Regions from separate parts of the Mus musculus genome. Here region 2 is linked to region 1. The links are chromatin contacts, called in public HiChIP or PLAC-seq maps. All regions are on one chromosome and are shown on one strand. The core of a region is the stretch at or near the end of the contact, and the rest is flanking DNA. Distances in the headings are between cores, read along the strand shown. Region 1 overlaps Rcbtb2 (regulator of chromosome condensation (RCC1) and BTB (POZ) domain containing protein 2). Region 2 overlaps Rb1 (RB transcriptional corepressor 1).

Region 1 (4,373 bases), core at 1,353-3,852:
AGTGCTGGGATTAAAGGCATGCGCCACCACGCCCAGCTTAAACATTGCATTTTTAACTCAAAGTAAGATGGCATATATTTTTAAGACCTACTGGTAATCAATAGATCCTCATGTTATAAATGCCACCAAAGTATGGTTCCAGCATTTGGTGGCTGAAAGTTTAGGAAGTGAGTTGTCCAAGTCTTGCTTTGTTCTTTCTGTTCCTTGGGCCTATCCACCTCTGTCAGCTAGTTAGTCGGCACAGTCTGAGTCAAGTGCACTCGGGGAAGGAGAGGCCAGCTCTTGTCCTCCTGTTAATGTGCCTCTGTGGCATTTGCTTGTGAATTTAGAATCATAGAGATTGCAGCCTGTCACTCTGCCCACACATCTGCTGCCAAGACACAAGGTGGGCACGTGTACATGTGGGGCCAGTGCCGGGGCCAGTCGGTGATCCTTCCACACCACACTCACTTCTGCTGCACCGATGACGTGTTTGCCTGCTTCGCCACCCCGGCTGTCACCTGGCGCCTTCTCTCCGTGGGTAAGCTTGTCCTTTCCCTCTTGGGACAGTTCTGAGAACGAGGAAGAGGAAGGTACTTTTGCTGTGCGACCTTAGGACTTGGGTACAGGATCTAATGAACCTCTTTCTGGGAGCCCTTGGGGAGGGGAACTAAAACTATTGGAAACTAACACAATACTAATTAGAGGTAATTTGATTTGATTGCTTTCAATCTGAAAGCTGTCTTTCAGATAAAAAATATATCTAGAAACAGTCTAGACATTCGGACATCTTAAATCTGATTCAGTTAGTGAAACAGTTGGGAACATTTTTGGCTTTGGCAAGTTTACAATGAATGTTCAAAGGCGTGAATCCATACCCAGAGGCAAAAGCCTTGTATAGCTGTCAGTTGTTTGGGGGATTCAGCATTTCTGGAATGCCCAGCGAGTAGGGGCCTCCTCCTTGCCGTCATGTTCAACTATGACTGAACCCAGAAGCACTGTGTTGCTTTCCCTTAGAACCTGACGACCACCTCACTGTGGCCGAGTCTCTGAAGAGGGAGTTTGACAACCCTGACACTGCAGACCTCAAGTTTCTGGTTGATGGAAAATACATTTATGCTCACAAAGTCCTTCTCAAAATTAGGTAAGAGTGGGCCTCTGTGGGCAAGAGTGTCTAATGATCCCTGGGACCCAGATGGTGGGTAGGCAGATAGAGCTGGCTCCCATTCATGTCCTCTACATGCCTGCTGTTGTGGGTGTATGTCACACTAAATAGATGTTTAAAATAATTCGTAAGAGCTGGTCTCTTTTGAGGAGTGAAATTAATTCATTTATCAATCACTTCAGATATCCTGACTCTTGAGTAAGGGAACTGTGCCAGACACTTGAGTAATTAAGAGGCAGCTCTGATGAGGCTGTTTGTGCCCTTAAAGCACACAGTGTCAATGGGGTAGGAGTGGGGGAATGAGACAAGATGTGGAAGGCAAGGTGGGCCACAAGTACTGGGTTTGTTCAGGGAATAAGCCATGGAAGTTCTGGCTGTAGCTTAGTGCTGAATAAATAAGTTTTGCCCTTGGAACAGAGCCAGATGCTCTGATTTAACTTTACTGCCTGGGGCCTGAACACAGCCCTGCAGACAGCCCTGCAGACAGCCCTGAACACAGCACTGCAGACAGCCCTGAACACAGCCCTGCAGACAGCCCTGAACACAGCCCTGCAGGCAGCCCTGAACACAGCCCTGCAGACAGCCCTGAACACAGCCCTGCAGACAGTCTTGAACACAGCCCTGAACACAGCCTTGCAGACAGTCCTGAACACAGCACTGCAGATAGCTCTGAACACAGCCCTGCAGATAGCCCTGCAGACAGCCCTGAACACAGCCCTGTAGATAGCCCTGCAGACAGCCCTGAACACAGGCCTGCAGACAGCCCTGCAGATAGCCCTGAACACAGGTCTGCAGACAGCCCTGAACACAGCCCTGCAGACAGCCCTACAGACAGTCCTGAACACAGCTGGATTCGGATACAGCCATGCTGGAGAAAAAAAAAAGTGGTTTTTCCAGACCAAGAAGGACCTGGGTGATGCCAACACAAAAATGTTTTAAATCACACTTCTTACATTTACATTTATAAATGTAAATAAATTACATTTATTTATGTGAGCAGTGCATGATATTCACCTTATCTTTGTTCCATGTCACAGTCTATGAAGCCACCACCCTACCTTCAGATAGAAAAATCTGTCCTTCCCCAAAGATCCTAAGTCCCATACTGAGCAGCCAATGATTTTTTCCTTTCATACACACTACGCATGTTCTAGAAGCTCATATGTATGAAATTATATAGCATCTCTTCTTTCCTGCCTGCCTCTTTCCTTCCTAACATGATGATCTGGGACTGTGTTGCCACTGTGTCAAAGATATTGAAACCCTCTTTCCGTGACTCAGAAACCCAATATGGTATTTTGGTCTCAAGTTCCCATTCTGAAAGGTCACATAGTGCCACCTGGTTCACTCTCACCACGGAGCCTCTACTTTCACGAAGGAAATGGGGGTTTAGTTTACTGTGACAGAGCAAACACTGAACACGCTCAGCCTACACCATGACAACGCACTTTATCATATGAGCAGTATGGTGTTTTCTCTGAGGCAGGGAGAAGAACCAGGCCTACACTTGAGCTTGTGGTGGTCTGTGGCAATCTTCCTCTTTCTGAGGCATGACACGTAGCATTCTCCGAGTCTGCCTGTGTCCCAGGCTTCTCCTTTGTCTGATTGCCTTGGGGTCTACCACAGTGACTTGGCTTATGATGATTTTTGTAAAGAGCCTGTCTTCACATAAGTTCACATTGTCGGTTACTAGGAACTTTTAGGGACATAATTCAGACAGAATGGAGTAAAGAGACATAATTAATCAGTTATAAAAACAATACTTATCAGTAAAGACAGTGTGAGAAGGAGGCCAGAGATCCCCCGTCTCCCCCAGTCCAGCAGGCTGCATTGTAAAGTCAGCTGCTGGGCCGCCCACAGCAGCAGCAGTAGGCTGCAATGTAGAGTCAGATGCCTGGGCCACCTGCAGCAGCAGCAGCAGCAGCAGCAGCAGGCTGCATTTGCAGTCTTGCCGATTAGGCAATTGAAAAGCAAGGAGCCAAGGCAATGACAAGGTTTTTGGCAGTGTTCTGTGCCTGTACGAAAATGCCTGAGATAAGTAACTGACATAAAGGTTATTTGCTTACTTGGTGCGGCTGAACTGTAACTCCAGCTTGAAAGCTTACCCTGGCTTGGGGTTGATTTGGAGGTTTTGTTTGGGGCCTCCTGAAAAGCACCATATCTTGGTGGGAACTGCCTACTGGAACCACCCTACTACTGTCACAAATCAGGGGTCAAAGAGGAGCTTGGTCTCCATAAGTCCCCTTCAGTGCATTGCCCCAGTGATAGACCCCACACTAAGTTCCCTTCTCTAACCCTACCTCTTAAAGGTTCTACCACCTCCTATTATTGCTACCCTGGGACCAAGTTTTGACAGACTAGCAAACAGGAAAGGTATACAGCTTCAAGAGAAAGTCCTCAGGTAGTCCCTTGACTCCAGTCTAGAACCTGGGCTATGATCTTCCTTTCTTCTTTCAGGTGTGAACATTTTCGTTCTTCATTAGAAGACAGTGAAGACGATATTGTAGAAATGAGCGAGTTTTCGTATCCTGTGTTCCGAGCTTTCCTGGAGTATCTATACACAGATAACATCAGCCTATCTCCTGAGGAGGCAGTAGGTAATCATCAGAGACCTTACCACCAAGTTGGCAAATGTTGAATAATTAGGAAGGTGGCTTCTTTCCAGGCCAGGAGACAGACACTGCGATGTTTGCAGGAGCTCTTCTGGTGATGTTGAGCCTGCGCTTTTCTCTTTTTGGTCCTTGGATGTAGCATTTGCCTTTTCTCAGACTCTGCCACTGAGCTACACCCTCAGGCCCAGAACGCAGACTTCCCTTGTCACTACTACATATGAAGGTTGAGTGGGTAGCTCTAGTAAGAGGTCAACATCGATCACCACTGGAGCATCACAGGCAAGCATGGAAGGAAGGGCAGATGGCGAATCTTGTCTGTGAATGCAGAGCCCTAGAAGATCTCTTTGTCATTGCCCCAGAGTAGATCAAGGCCATGTCTGCTACACTCGGCTGTGAAAGTGGGCATTTTAGGTAACTCAGTTAAACATTTCACAATCTGAAATCTATTATATAGGTAATAGATTTTTTTTTTCATTTGGAGAAATCAATGAATAAGAATGTGAGGGTTGAAGACCAGGTCATGCCCAGGGAAAATAGCCTAGCCAAGAGAACAAAAGAAGAGCCACTGATTAAAGAGAAAAGAAACATTAGCAAGTAACAGAGTGCCCGGGGTCAGA
Region 2 (4,373 bases), core at 806-3,305, 110 kb after region 1:
AATATATGCACAATTTGCATTTCAATCAATCTCTTCAATGCCAGTGCTTTCGTGGGGCAGGAAATCTCCAGGATTACTTGAGCTATTTACAGAGAAGAACACTGCCATACTGTTCAGGAATTTAGGATTTGTAAATGAAGTTTTTTAATGAGTAGGAATATTTTACCTATCTGTGTGTTTGTGCACGACTTGTGTGCCTGGTGTCTGTAGGGGCCTGAAGAGGTCATCGCATCCCACCCCACAGAACTAGAAATACAAACAGCTGTAAGCCACCATGTGGGATGTTGGGTTTCACGCCTGGGTCCAGTCTTCTCTCCAAATCCCTAAATTGAGAATGTATTTGTTCTTATACAAAAGTATGCAGAGCCTTGTTGATAAAATCCCTGTGATAGATCGTTAATAAAAACTTAATGAATGAACTGCATTTTCCTCAGAAAAGTGACAGAGAACACTGAATTCCAGCCAATTGGTTCTCTCTGCTATATAAGTAAGGCACACATTTTTAGAAGATAAACAAATCCAAACAGGATTTTACCACCTTAACTTATAAAGTAGTATGTTTTTATCACCAAAGTAAACAATATGTTTGAGATTAGTCCAAAAAAACAAATTTTAGTGAAAAATTACATGCTACTTACGCACTGCTGGGTTGTGTCAAATATATAAGTTCACACGTCCTGAAAAGAAAAAAATAATTTCAGTAAAATAACAGCTTAAAAGAAAACTTTTAAAATACTTCTGCAGCATGAGTCATTAGCCTTCTAAAAGAAAGTTAAAGTATATCTGCTTACTACAAAATGCCATCTCATATCACCATGTTCTAAGATAAAAGAACCGGCTTCTGTCACTCACTGTTAAATCAAAACCAATGACCAGACCAGACTGTTAGCTCAGTGGGTAACTAACCAATAAGCCACATATATCTCTATAGTTTACCCTATAATAAACAAGCTTTGGCATTGCAATCTTCATACTCCAGAAAACTGTACAAGTAGAATGGGAAACGGAAACCTTGATTTGATTCAAAGCCACCAACTTAATTAAAGCTAAATTATTCCAAAAGACTAGTCAATAAAAATCTTAAGTTACAAAGTGCAGGGCAGCCTTGTAAGGCCAAATCAGACTATGCCATTCCCCAGTGTAAAAGCACTCAGCATTTCCACTGTGCAGGGCACAGCTAGCTTGCTCCTGCCCAGCCCCCATCCTACCTTCCATACATCAGCGCTCAAAGCACATCCAGTCACTGTTTTGGTGTGCACATGCTCAGCACATGCCTGACACGCCCAGTTCCTGTCCCCACTCATTTTTCTGGATACATTTCTATTTCTAATCCCTATTCAGAACTTCCTCCTTCTCTTTTTCCTTAGTAGAAATCAACAGTACCGCCTTCTCACCTAGCTAAGATCCATGACGTACTGCATCATTTCTACTTAAACGCGGTACTCTTCAATCCAGCATCACAGCCATTACTGCATTTTCACGTGGACATGTTGTGGCATGTGCACATGTACACATGTATGTGGAGGCCTGAGACTGATGTCAGGGATATTAAATTGTTCTTTCATCTTATTCTTTGAGGGCAGGATCTCTTGATCAAACTCAGAGCTCATGGAGATAGCAGGGTACTAACAGTTAATTCTTTTTTTTTTTTAAGAATTATTTATTTATCTCATGTATGTGAGTACACTGTCGCTGTCTTCAGAAACACCAGAAGAGGGCATAGGATCCCATTACAGATGGTTTTGAGCCACCATGTGGTTGCTGGGAATTGAACTCAGGAACTCTGGAAGAGCAGTCAGTGCTTTTAACCGCTGAGCCATCTCTCCAGCCCCTAACAGTTAATTCTTGATGTAGCTTGTTAATTTGATTACAACAAAACAGCTGACATCATACATTTTCTTAAAGTATATTCCATAAACACTTCTTGTATGAGATCTTAACTGATGTTAAATGGCATTATGGTTTGTGGTTTGAATGTGAAATATCCCCACAAGGATCACACTTGAGAAAGAGAGTCACCGGTGGGGTGGGGGTGGGAGTTACGGCTTTAATAGCCAAAACCCACTTCCTGTTCATGCACTCTGCTTTCTTTTGAGGGATGCCATGTGGTCAGGAGCCTCCTGTTCTGCCACCATGCTTTCCAGGTCTGCTGCCACATCTTCCTCACTGTGACAAACTGTATCCCTCTGGAACTGTAGGTCAAAGTAAACCCTTTCTCCCTTAAATTGTTCCTGTAGGAGTATTTTATCGCAGCAACAGAGAGTAACTAAGGCAAATGTAAATATTAGTCATTTAGAAAATGCTTAACTCAATCAAACTTCTAAATATCGTGCATTGCCTTGGTGTTTTGTGACTGTCTAAGAGGGAATACAATATGAAAATACAGTATTATGCAGTGTTTTCCAAATAGACAATGTCTTATTTTCTTCTTTAAAAACCTAATAAATATTTGGGCCTGTGAGATAGCTGAGTGGGTACAGATGCTTGCTGCTGGGCCTGGCAATATAAGTTTGAAACTGAGACCCACGTGGTAGAAGGAGAGAGCCAACTCTTTCAAGTTGCCCTCTACTCTTCACAACTGTGCTATAGCCCACATTTGCCCACATACACACACACACACACACACACAAATTAAAAGCTATCATGAAAGCACTATTTATATATTATCTCAATTAAAACATTAACAGGTGTGTGATGGCTATACTTGATCATCACCTTGACCTCATCTGGAATTAACTAAAATTCAAAAGTCCGTTATCTTTAGGAGGAGAAAACACACCTTTAACCCAAATCTAGTCTGGGTCACACCTTCTGCTGGGAGTCTATATAAGGGAGAGGAAAGCTTTTGTTCTTTGCCTGCTTGTCCTCCCCTTGCTAGCAAGTCCATTCCTTCATTGCCACTAGAGCCTACTTCAGGATCCCAGCATATGCTGAAGACCAGCTGAGACATGCAGTTTTGTGGACTGAGTGCATAACTACTAGATTCTTGGACTTTCCATTCATAGTTAACCATTCTTAGATTAGCTGGACTGCAGCCTGTAAGCCATTCTAATAAATTCCCTTTGGATATAGATCTAGAGATATAGATACAGGTCCATTCTATGAGTTCTGTTACTATAGAGAGCCCTGACTAATAGGTACTCTCATTAACTTGATTTAGACATTAGAAAACTATGTACCCAAGTTAGGTAACTCATTTATCCAAGATTACATAGTATATACTCAGGATCAGGTTAGAATGCAGACCTGAGTGACTGCTTCTCCTCTAAGCTCTACTGTAACCCCCTTCCTTCTCTCTCATAGATAATAGCTACTGTTTTTGATAGAGAACAAGAAGGATGGATGATGAGCCTCTACCCTCTCTGTTGTAAGGGCACCTTGTACTTGATAATACAGTAAGGCATCTATGCATATTTACTATGAACAGCTCATTGGGAACACACTCTAATGGTTGTCTATTGAGTAGCCCCAATTCAGGTGACACTTCACGAGGACTGTAAAACCCAGCTTCCCACAGAGATGATAACAAAGGCAAACTACAGAAAATAGAGAGAGAATCTCAAGCCAGACCAGAGGGGCAGAGCCTGCTCTAGAACCCTGACCGCTCCCCTTCCATGACAAGCTTGCTGGCTATAGATTACAGGAGAGATAACTAACTCTAGGAGCCAATTGGTTGTTTCTCAGACTGTGAGTTCTCTACATCAAGTACATCTCAAAGATTCAACTGGAATGTGGACGGTCATCGTGAACTCTCATGTTCTAGTTGTATTAGAAGAAAATTCTTTGGGAACTGTGGTGCTGTATCCCACAGACTGGACTGTAAACACCGTTGCTTATCCTGGCCCTTAGGGAATAGCATACAGAAAGATCCAGAGCACTTCAAAATTGTCTATATAACTGCTAAAGTTTTTGAACTTCAATATGTAGTAGTTATAATATTCTTTTCTGTTTTTATGTAATTTAATCAATTCTCTATAACATTCTTCTCTCTGCCCTTCCAAACTACTTAAAATTACTCTTCAAAATACAAATACAGAAAATTCTTAAGACTTAGTAGTCTTGAGATTAATATGAATATAAAGAGAAAAATGTCAGCCTAATGATTTATCTATTGATCACTGCTCTGTTTGGAGAAAAATTAGAGGGTAAACCACCTAAACAGAATATTTTGTAAAGCCTAAAAATCACATATGAGACTATTTCATTTTCTAGTACCCTTTTTTACCTCTCTCTCAACTCCCAGGATATCAAGTGCACTATATCAGAGGAAAGTATAATAAACAAACAAGCAAACAAATCCCTGAAGACAGAAGCTGATATTAAAGCAGAATCATATAAGAAAGTAAAACTACTTGGAAGTATCCAATTAAAAT

What was found. HiChIP or PLAC-seq counts read pairs in DNA pulled down with a chosen protein or histone mark.
Region 2: a contact with region 1 is called in a BATF HiChIP or PLAC-seq map of CD8 T cells, with 5 read pairs. The contact joins two enhancer-like sites. A contact is called at or near these places in 7 of 484 Hi-C or Micro-C datasets (the AML12 cell line, CD4 T cells, bone marrow-derived macrophages and 4 more), 2 of 115 datasets of contacts at active chromatin or transcription factors (CD8 T cells and effector CD8 T cells) and 3 of 9 other capture datasets (adipose tissue, liver and pancreatic islet).

The regions. Positions count from the first base shown.
Region 1 is chr14:73,173,394-73,177,766 of GRCm38.p6, forward strand. Rcbtb2 (regulator of chromosome condensation (RCC1) and BTB (POZ) domain containing protein 2) reads left to right here. Exons shown (of 15, transcript NM_001170694.1): 11 at 330-520; 12 at 997-1,123; 13 at 3,602-3,741. Among named protein-coding and RNA genes, the nearest start is that of Gm52109, 9.1 kb to the left of the region's middle. Within about 2 kb of position 2,603, at least 123 of the 459 cell types and tissues checked have an H3K27ac peak or open chromatin away from gene starts, as enhancers often do. A contact at or near this core is called in CD8 T cells, where this site is marked.
Region 2 is chr14:73,288,071-73,292,443 of GRCm38.p6, forward strand. Rb1 (RB transcriptional corepressor 1) reads right to left here. Exons shown (of 27, transcript NM_009029.3): 5 at 639-677. Among named protein-coding and RNA genes, the nearest start is that of Rb1, 36 kb to the right of the region's middle. Within about 2 kb of position 2,056, at least 25 of the 459 cell types and tissues checked have an H3K27ac peak or open chromatin away from gene starts, as enhancers often do. A contact at or near this core is called in CD8 T cells, where this site is marked.